Linked DNA regions of Mus musculus: region 1 is linked to region 2. Evidence: chromatin contacts called from public Hi-C data. All regions are on one chromosome and are shown on one strand. Each heading gives the region's core, a stretch centred on a gene start, on an enhancer-like site or on the middle of the called end of the contact. The rest is flanking DNA. Distances are from core to core; before and after follow the strand shown.

Region 1 (4,023 bases), core at 485-2,984, 320 kb before region 2:
GATGCAAAAAGCAAGAGGAATTTATTGTTCCAGTGCACTGGGGTCATCCCAGACCTGAAGGAGAGGTGACACCCCCCAACACCCTTTCGGTGAGTTTTCATATGGTTTCCAGGGGCAGAATAGAGCATCAGCAACTAGGCACAATATGATTGGCCAAACAGTGCACCCTTTAAACTGATTGGTCTTTAGGGAATGAGGTGACAAGGACTTCCATTGTCTGAAGGTGAACAACACAGAGTCCTGGAATGTGTTCCATCCAGCTGGTTGGTTCTGCCCTGTTTTCTGAGAAATGATCATTAGCCTCAGAGGGGCAAGTGTTTCATGACCTTCCCCAAGTTCCTGAGCTGACCTTTTCAGTTTCTTGATGGCTGCAGACTCTCGGCTTGCTAAGACTTTGGTCTTAAAGTCTCCCCTTTCCAGGTCAAGCTTTCCATGTAGCCCCTCCCGCAACAACAATGAACGCCCTCTCGTGCTTCCAACCTCTGACTTTACATTCCTGCCGAATCTCTCAGGCCTCTAACTAGAGGAAGTTCTCTGCTTTGAAAAATGTTCATAATTAGAGAATCTAGGGTAATTTTCCATTTTAAGGCACGGATTGATAGCTGCATTCCACCTTAAAAGGCCCTCTTATTACTGTAGCAGATGCACATGCTGAATCTATGGATTCAGGTTAGACGTCTGGGAGGGGGAATTTATTTTGTCATTCAAGACATTATAAATAATTCACCAACTGCCTTAAAGCCCAGAGGTGGCACATTGCTGCAACCTTTTCTGAGGAAGCCTTACATTTCCACTCATTGATGGACAGGGCCAGCTAGAGAAGAAAGGATTCTGAAGCCATAGGCAAGGGTGGGCCAGGGAGAGCTTTGACCCTCAGAGAATCAATGTCTTCTTCTGAAGCCCAGAACTTCTAGATCTACCTTTTCACTCAAGATGGCCACAGGGACATGGAGAAGTGACGTGAGTTGGCCAATGTTGATGGGCCCCAGAGATAAATGTGAAGTCTGAAGGGGGCTTTTCAGAATGTGAAAACGGTTGGCCTGTTTGCACTGAAGAAATAAATAACTGTTTTTCTTGGCATTGTGTGTTGACAATGATGATGGTCTTTCTATAGAAATTTATAAGTGGTGGCCAGCAAGAAACACTCCACCTTATTCTTTTTTTTTTTTTTTAAATATTTATTTATTATTATATGTAAGTACATTGTAGCTGTCTTCAGACACACCAGAAGAGGGAGTCAGATCTCGTTACGGATGGTTGTGAGCCACCATGTGGTTGCTGGGATTTGAACTCTGGACCTTCGGAAGAGCAGTCGGGTGCTCTTACCCACTGAGCCATCTCACCAGCCCCACCTTATTCTTTCAGTGCTTGGGTGTCATCATAATCAGATTTCATTATCATTCCTTGACTTGACCACAATCCTTGCTTCAGGGTCAGAAGAAAATGTGGAGCTCACAAACCAACTGTTCTGGAGCTCCAAGGTAAGAAATCTGGCTAGGAATTCCACATCCCTGCGCCTCCTCCACTCCGAGTGGAGGCAGACATTCTCCGTGGCTCTATTCAGATGTTCAGGCAGTGAGCCTGGTCCACAGGGAGACTGGCTCACTATTCAGGGGCCCCCTTCGCTTGCCAACTCTTCTCACCCTGGTCTCCTCTTTTTCACAGTCTAGAGACACCTACCTCCGTGGGATTTACATAAGCCTGAGCAAAGAGCGCTCCAGCTAAGAATATATCCACCCCTCTCCCTGGGCAACGTGCCTGAGAGGTGTGAAAACTGACTCACTGCACCTCTGACTCAATGAACAGACAAATGTATGAAGAAACTCCTGGATTGATGCTGCGGGGAGAGCCCAGTCTTTTTAGCACAGGAAGAAAGAGATGGCTGTTACGAAGTCAAGTCCTAGAGGGTAGAAGCTTTTATTTAAGCACTCTCTCTCTTGCTCTCTCTCTCTCTTTCTTGAATGCTTCAGACAGCTTTAGCAAGTGAAGGTTTTCAAGTATCGAGTGAGGCACAGAGAGGATGGGAGACTGAAATAGGAAATGCTCAGCATAATCTTATCAGCAGCAGTGCACGCTGGCTGTGGGATTTGTCTGGGCAGTTCAGGCTTGGATGGTTTTCCCACACACCAGAGACTCCCTGATTGCCAGAGCGTGAAATGCTAAGACCTGTAACTCTAGGACCAGTTCTTCTGGGCAGAAAGCCATAGCCTACAGGAGAACCATGGTATGTGGCAGCCCCGTGAGCAGCCTGAGGTCTTCAAGATCTCTAGATGCCTGTTGTAGTGTTGTCCATGGAAGGAACCATGTCCATTTCTTGGCCCTCATGACAATGTCCCTGATAGGTATGGTCATTACCAGTTTAGTTTTCTCTAGGTTGAGTTTCTCCTGCCTTTGCCTGCAGAAAGGTCTCAGGTATTGATCAGTTTTTTTCTTATACTTGACAACTGAGACACAGGTCTAGCAAGGACATGGAGAAGTGTGTACAAACAGCCAGTGTCCATCAGTGATAGCTTGCTCTTTGCTAGTTGATAGCTGCAGCTTGGACCATTTAGTTCTAAGGGAGGCACTTCTGGTTACACATCCAATAGCCAATCTTACTGATCTTAGCTTTCCTGTTTCCATGGTGAACAATGCCACCTAAAGCAACTTGGGGGGATGGGTGGGGGGACATTATTTGGCTTACATTCCAGGTCATAGTTCATCACCAAACTCTAGCAGGAAATGAAGAATCGTTGCTTAGTGGCCCACTCCCTCTGACTCTTGTCAGTCAGTTTTATTATACAACCCAGGGCCACCTGGGACTCTGGCACTGCTCAGAGTATTGAGTAGCATACCATTTCTCTACCAATCAACAGTTACAACAGTACCCCACAGGTGTGGTCACGGGCCATTCTGATCTGGGCAATCCTTCAACTGACACTATCCATCCAGGTGATTTCTGGTTGTGCCAAATTGGGCATAAAAACAACCAGGACACCTCCTTCTTCCTTGCTGAAGGACTCAACCTCCTGCCAACATTGAAGTTGGATTGTAAAACCCTAGGCGCTTCCTGGGATCGCTGACTTTGTGAACCTCAGCTTCAGGTCTTACTAACTGTGACCTCTGGCAAGTCATTGAACTTCTCTGTATCCCACTTCCTCATCTGTGATTGGATGTAACACTTCCTGACGACTGCACTCTGCTCCATATTACTCCTTAGGTAGAGTTTCTGACCTACTGCAATCACAAGCCAGTCCCTACTGCGGCTCAGGTACAGACACGTCAGGTGCTACTGACCCCGTGGATGGAGGAGAATGTCTGTTGAGGAGCTTCTGTCCATCTCCAGTGCTTTGTCTGCCTCTTTGTGATGTCTGAAACTGCAGAGGCTATTCCAATCCAGAACAATTTGATTTGGGGATGCTTTGTTTATGGGATAATAAGCTGTAACTCTTTTAGCAGCTATGTTCAAAACCATTCTAAGTGGTAGACCTAGTAATGACATAGAAAAGCAGTGCATTTAAGCCACACAAGGATTCATATGATATTTTGCTTTAAATTTTTCTAAAACTCAAATTGTTTTACATTCACAAATATATATGTATATATGAAAAGCTTATAGTGAAAAAAGGGGGCATTCATGTTCCCAGTTCTCAGGTTAGCTAGCTAACTACCACTTTCAGTCTTTTATTTGCCTTCCCAGAGATTTCTGAAAATAAACACAAAGTAAATGTAAGCAAGATACAAAATTGCTTACCCTCGTGGTAATATAAACATTACAAAGCTATACATCATCTTGTTCCTGACTTTATTCACTTATGATATTTTGGTAATAATCAGATATTCCTGAGTAACATAGAAAGAATCACTGTCTTCGGGTGATGAGGAAATGGCTCTGCAGTCAAGAGCATCGGTGGCTGTTGCAGGGAACAGAGGTTTGTTGCCACATCCCATGTAAGGCAGCTCACAACTGGCTGTAAACACCACACACACACACACACACACACACACACACACACACACACACAAATACATCTTTAGTAACTT
Region 2 (3,926 bases), core at 716-3,215:
GTGTCTTCCTGACTGGTCTTTTGCAGTAGAACATTTCATGTTTCTATTTAATTTTTGCTTTGCTGTGTATAGGTGCTGTGCCTCGCCTGACCACCCGGTATTCTCTGCTGACATCTTGCTTCTTTAAGCCCATCTGTTGTTTTTAGTCTGTTGGTCTTTCCCCTAACTCTTCTTCAGCATCTGATGACAGTTTTGCCAAAGCCAAGTTCTGATAACTAGCTAGCATCATCAGAAGTGGTTAAATCCAGAAGGGATCTAGAGCTGGGCAGCCTGGGACCAGACCCTGGCCTGACCTGACCCTGTTGTGGCGTCCTGAGCTACTCGATGTCCTCTGTCAACTCTTTGTCTTCAGTAGTGAGCCATGGTCATGGTACCTCGTGTGAGAGCACTTCAGGGGATTCAGTGAAACTGTATGGGTCTCAGAACAGGGCGTGGCACCAGCATTGTTTAGTTTGGGCTGCTCCTCTGCCTTCCTAAAGTTGACTGGTAAATGTTACTGTAAGGAAAAGCAGGGATGATCAATAATGGTGACATGAGTAGAATGTCTCTAAGCAGCTGTTTCTAGTTTCTGTGATCCTTGATAATACAAAGGGGAAATCTCCAGCTGAGTCGAGCCTGGAACCGCCTCCTTTCTAATGGCTTTCCTGGGATAGCGTATATACATATACCACACACGCACGCAAAGTATTTTCTTCAGGGCTTACTTGTCTGTCTCATTGATCCTTCATCTTGTGATAAAATACATATAAAGAAAAATTGGCCATTTTAACTATTTTTTTTAAATCTACAACTCAGGAGTGATCAATATGTCTACAAGGTTGTATATGTCATCACTTACATTTTCAAAATGTTTTCATTACCCCAAACATGGGATAGTACCCATTAAGCAATAGCTCCCCAATTCCCCCTCCTTTAGCCTTTGGTAATTGCTATTTTAAATTTACTTATTCTGGGTATTTCATGGGCATAAAGTACTATTTTATGTATCCATTTGTGTTCAGCTTTTTTTTCCCCCTTATGTTCTAGTTCATCTTTGTAACATTAGCAGAGCTTGATTTTTTTTTTTTTCTATTTCTGACTAGTATTCCGTTGTGGGTAGACCACATCTAACCCAGACACTTGGGTTATTTTATCTTTTGGCTATTAAAATAATGCTGTAATTAACATTAGCACAGAAATATTTGCTCAGGTTCCTACTTTCAACTTGCACCAACCAATTAAATGGCAGTTCATACAGGATTCTGTTTTAGCTTTTCCAAGAACCCTAGATCTACTTTCCTTCTGTTTTTCTCTGTTGGTATCTCCCTCAGAAGCTCCTGTTTCTTCCAGTCTTCCAGGCTTCATTGTACTTCCAAACAGCAGGCGTGCTTTCCCTCCCAACCACGTGGCTTCCTCCCACATTTCCGAGGGAACGCCCCTCTCTGTCCGTTGTTTGCTGGTAAAGCATACATCAGCGACTCTGGCTACATTCACTGGATGGCTTTCATCTCCTTGTCAAGGCAGGGTAATGTTTGTAGAAGGCAATCCATAGGTCTCTGCTGACCTAAGCCTGAGGCTGACCAGCACAGGATGGTGCTGTAAGGAGTGGGAGATATCAAGAGCCCTGCAGAGCATCCTTAAACTCCCTCATCCCAAACCACACCTTACTTTAGTTCTCCCTCAGTTTTGTCTTGTGGGGCAGTTTGGCCACCCTGTCCTGGGGGAGGGTAGCCTTCCACTTCTCTTTTGCCCACTGTTTCTTCACTTTCCTACAAGCAAGTGAATTAATTAGTGAATACCCCAACAGACCGTAAGCCTGCCTCAGACAGCCATTCTGGCTGCTGGGTTAATTGTTAGTCGGGTTTCTGGCCGTCATTCACTTCACAATGAGGCTCCTAATTAATCTCCGCGCCGTTCTCACCAGAAGAAAGGACGTTAGGGAGAAACATCCCCAATTACCATGAGAAAGGAAATGTCAAGAGCTCCACTGAGTTTTCCTGGCACCCCTCCCTGGTCTCTGATGAAAACCCGGCCATTGGGTCAGGAGGCTGCCTAGCCATCGACCATGAAAGACCCAGTGTAAAAGCCTGGGGGCCCCAGGCTACCCCAGCTCCAGTTGAGCCTGTTGTGTGCACACCCTCGTGCTCAGTAGCATCCACTGTGTTTCCCAGCTTCCAGGGCCACATCTGAGTTGGAAATTTCTCTGCTGTCCCAGAAGTAGGCGAGCCGCTTTCATCTGGAAGAGCTAAAGGTCTCTTCTTTGTGTATTTTTTTTGTGCCTTCAGGACAAAAGATTCTTCATCACCGAAGTGACGTCTTAGAAACAGTCGTTCTGATCAACCCTTCAGATGAAGCCGTCAGCACTGAGGTGAGTATTTCAGTTCTGGGAGGTCTTAGAGCCTCCAAGGATGGGGACTTGGCTGATCAAAGGGGCTAGATAGGTGGGGGAGTTGGAGAGAGATGTACAAGGGGTAAGTCCCAGGTCCTAGGCTTCCTCGATGCCCAGAGCCTGCTTCTCTGCATCTAGTATCATAGCACCAGCTCACCAGAAGCCTCTTTCAATTAAGGACACAAGCGAACAGTGCCAGCTGGAAGCATGTTTGTTGAGGGGTGTAGAATGGGGGGTATGCACTGGGTATGTTGTTGCCAGGATGCAGAGCAAGAATGTAGCAGAGGAAATAGACGGCAAGCTCCAGGCTGGCACATACAGGGATGGAACTCAGAGACGACGAGCATCCCAATAGCATCCCTGTTCAGAGAGATCCAGGCCAGCACTAGCTACCCTTGGAAGGCAGGCCAGCCTCAGAAACATGGTCTCTAGCCCAGGTCAAATCACCTGGTTTCATCATCCAAGGTCGGTCAAGTTATCTTACTGCTTCGGTTTGCCCCTCCCTGTGAAGGAGATCATAATAGCCCCTGAATTTAATGCTCCTATGTAATGCTCTCTGAAGTGCTCAGGGCTTAGAAGAAGTGTGGCACATAGTGACTAAGATGTACATGCTGGCTCCTGCTGCTGTATCATTAGCATCACATGAGAATACTTACTACTAGAGAGAGTAATTGGCAATTTCAGGACCCACCCTGACATAAGAATTTGGAGGAAGCCAAGAGAATCTCTGGTCCCCTCAGGCCAAGCGTTGATAGAGCTCCTCTTCCACCTCCTCTGAGATAGAGTTGCTTCCTGAGCATTAAGGACCAAAGGCCCTGGCAACATCCTAGCCTAGGCTGTGTGTGTCTTCTGCCGGTGTCTTAGCAACTCTGACTATTCAGGTTTTCAAATTGGGATGTAATTCATGAACCATAGACTCATTCACTGAAAGTGTGTAGTTTTGTGGGTGTTTTTTTTTTAAGAATTATTATAAAAATGAGCAGTTTAACTCCAAAACATGCCTGTCACTCCCCAAAATTTCCTAAACCCATTAGCAGTTATCCCACTGCCCCTTAGCTTCTGACAATCCCTATTTTCTCTCTCCAGATTTTTTCCTGTCTTAGACATTTCATACAAATGGCATCATACAACATGTGGCCTCTTTTGTGGAGCTTAACTTAGCTTAGTGGCGTCATGATCTAGTCCAAGTGTAGCACGTTGGTCCCGCACTCCTTTCGACCATTGTGTGGCATCCTTTTGTAGACATCTGATAACTCATTTCTTAGTTTCTGCCACTTTCGTTGCTTTCGGTTTGGGGCTATCGTAATCGGGCCTGTTTTGACCTACTTCTGCGTGCAAAAGCTCTGACAATCCAATTAGGCATGAAGTCACAGAAAACCCAGGGGCACTTTCTGTCACCCAGAAGCCGGAGGGCTAGTATGTACCCAGGTAGACTGCCTAGCTGTGAAACAGGAGTTTTGTTTTGTTTTTTGTTTTTTGGTTGTTTTTTGTTTGTTTAAAAGCTTTTGTTGGAAGTATCAAGCTACTTTGTGGGCCACATGAGCCTGAGACAACTGCT

The links. A called contact is a pair of places that touch in the nucleus more often than the background predicts.
Region 1: a Hi-C map of cerebral cortex shows a contact between it and region 2, with 2.2 times the contacts expected there. The contact joins two enhancer-like sites. A contact is called at or near these places in 3 of 484 Hi-C or Micro-C datasets (the G1E-ER4 cell line, cerebral cortex and olfactory sensory neurons) and 4 of 115 datasets of contacts at active chromatin or transcription factors (astrocytes, embryonic midbrain and embryonic stem cells).

The regions. Positions count from the first base shown.
Region 1 is chr13:99,759,717-99,763,739 of GRCm38.p6, reverse strand. No RefSeq gene overlaps it. Among named protein-coding and RNA genes, the nearest start is that of Gm24471, 69 kb to the right of the region's middle. Within about 2 kb of position 1,734, at least 31 of the 459 cell types and tissues checked have an H3K27ac peak or open chromatin away from gene starts, as enhancers often do. A contact at or near this core is called in cerebral cortex, where this site is marked.
Region 2 is chr13:99,442,635-99,446,560 of GRCm38.p6, reverse strand. Map1b (microtubule-associated protein 1B) reads left to right here. Exons shown (of 7, transcript NM_008634.2): 3 at 2,265-2,347. Among named protein-coding and RNA genes, the nearest start is that of 6430562O15Rik, 32 kb to the right of the region's middle. Within about 2 kb of position 1,965, at least 68 of the 459 cell types and tissues checked have an H3K27ac peak or open chromatin away from gene starts, as enhancers often do. A contact at or near this core is called in cerebral cortex, where this site is marked.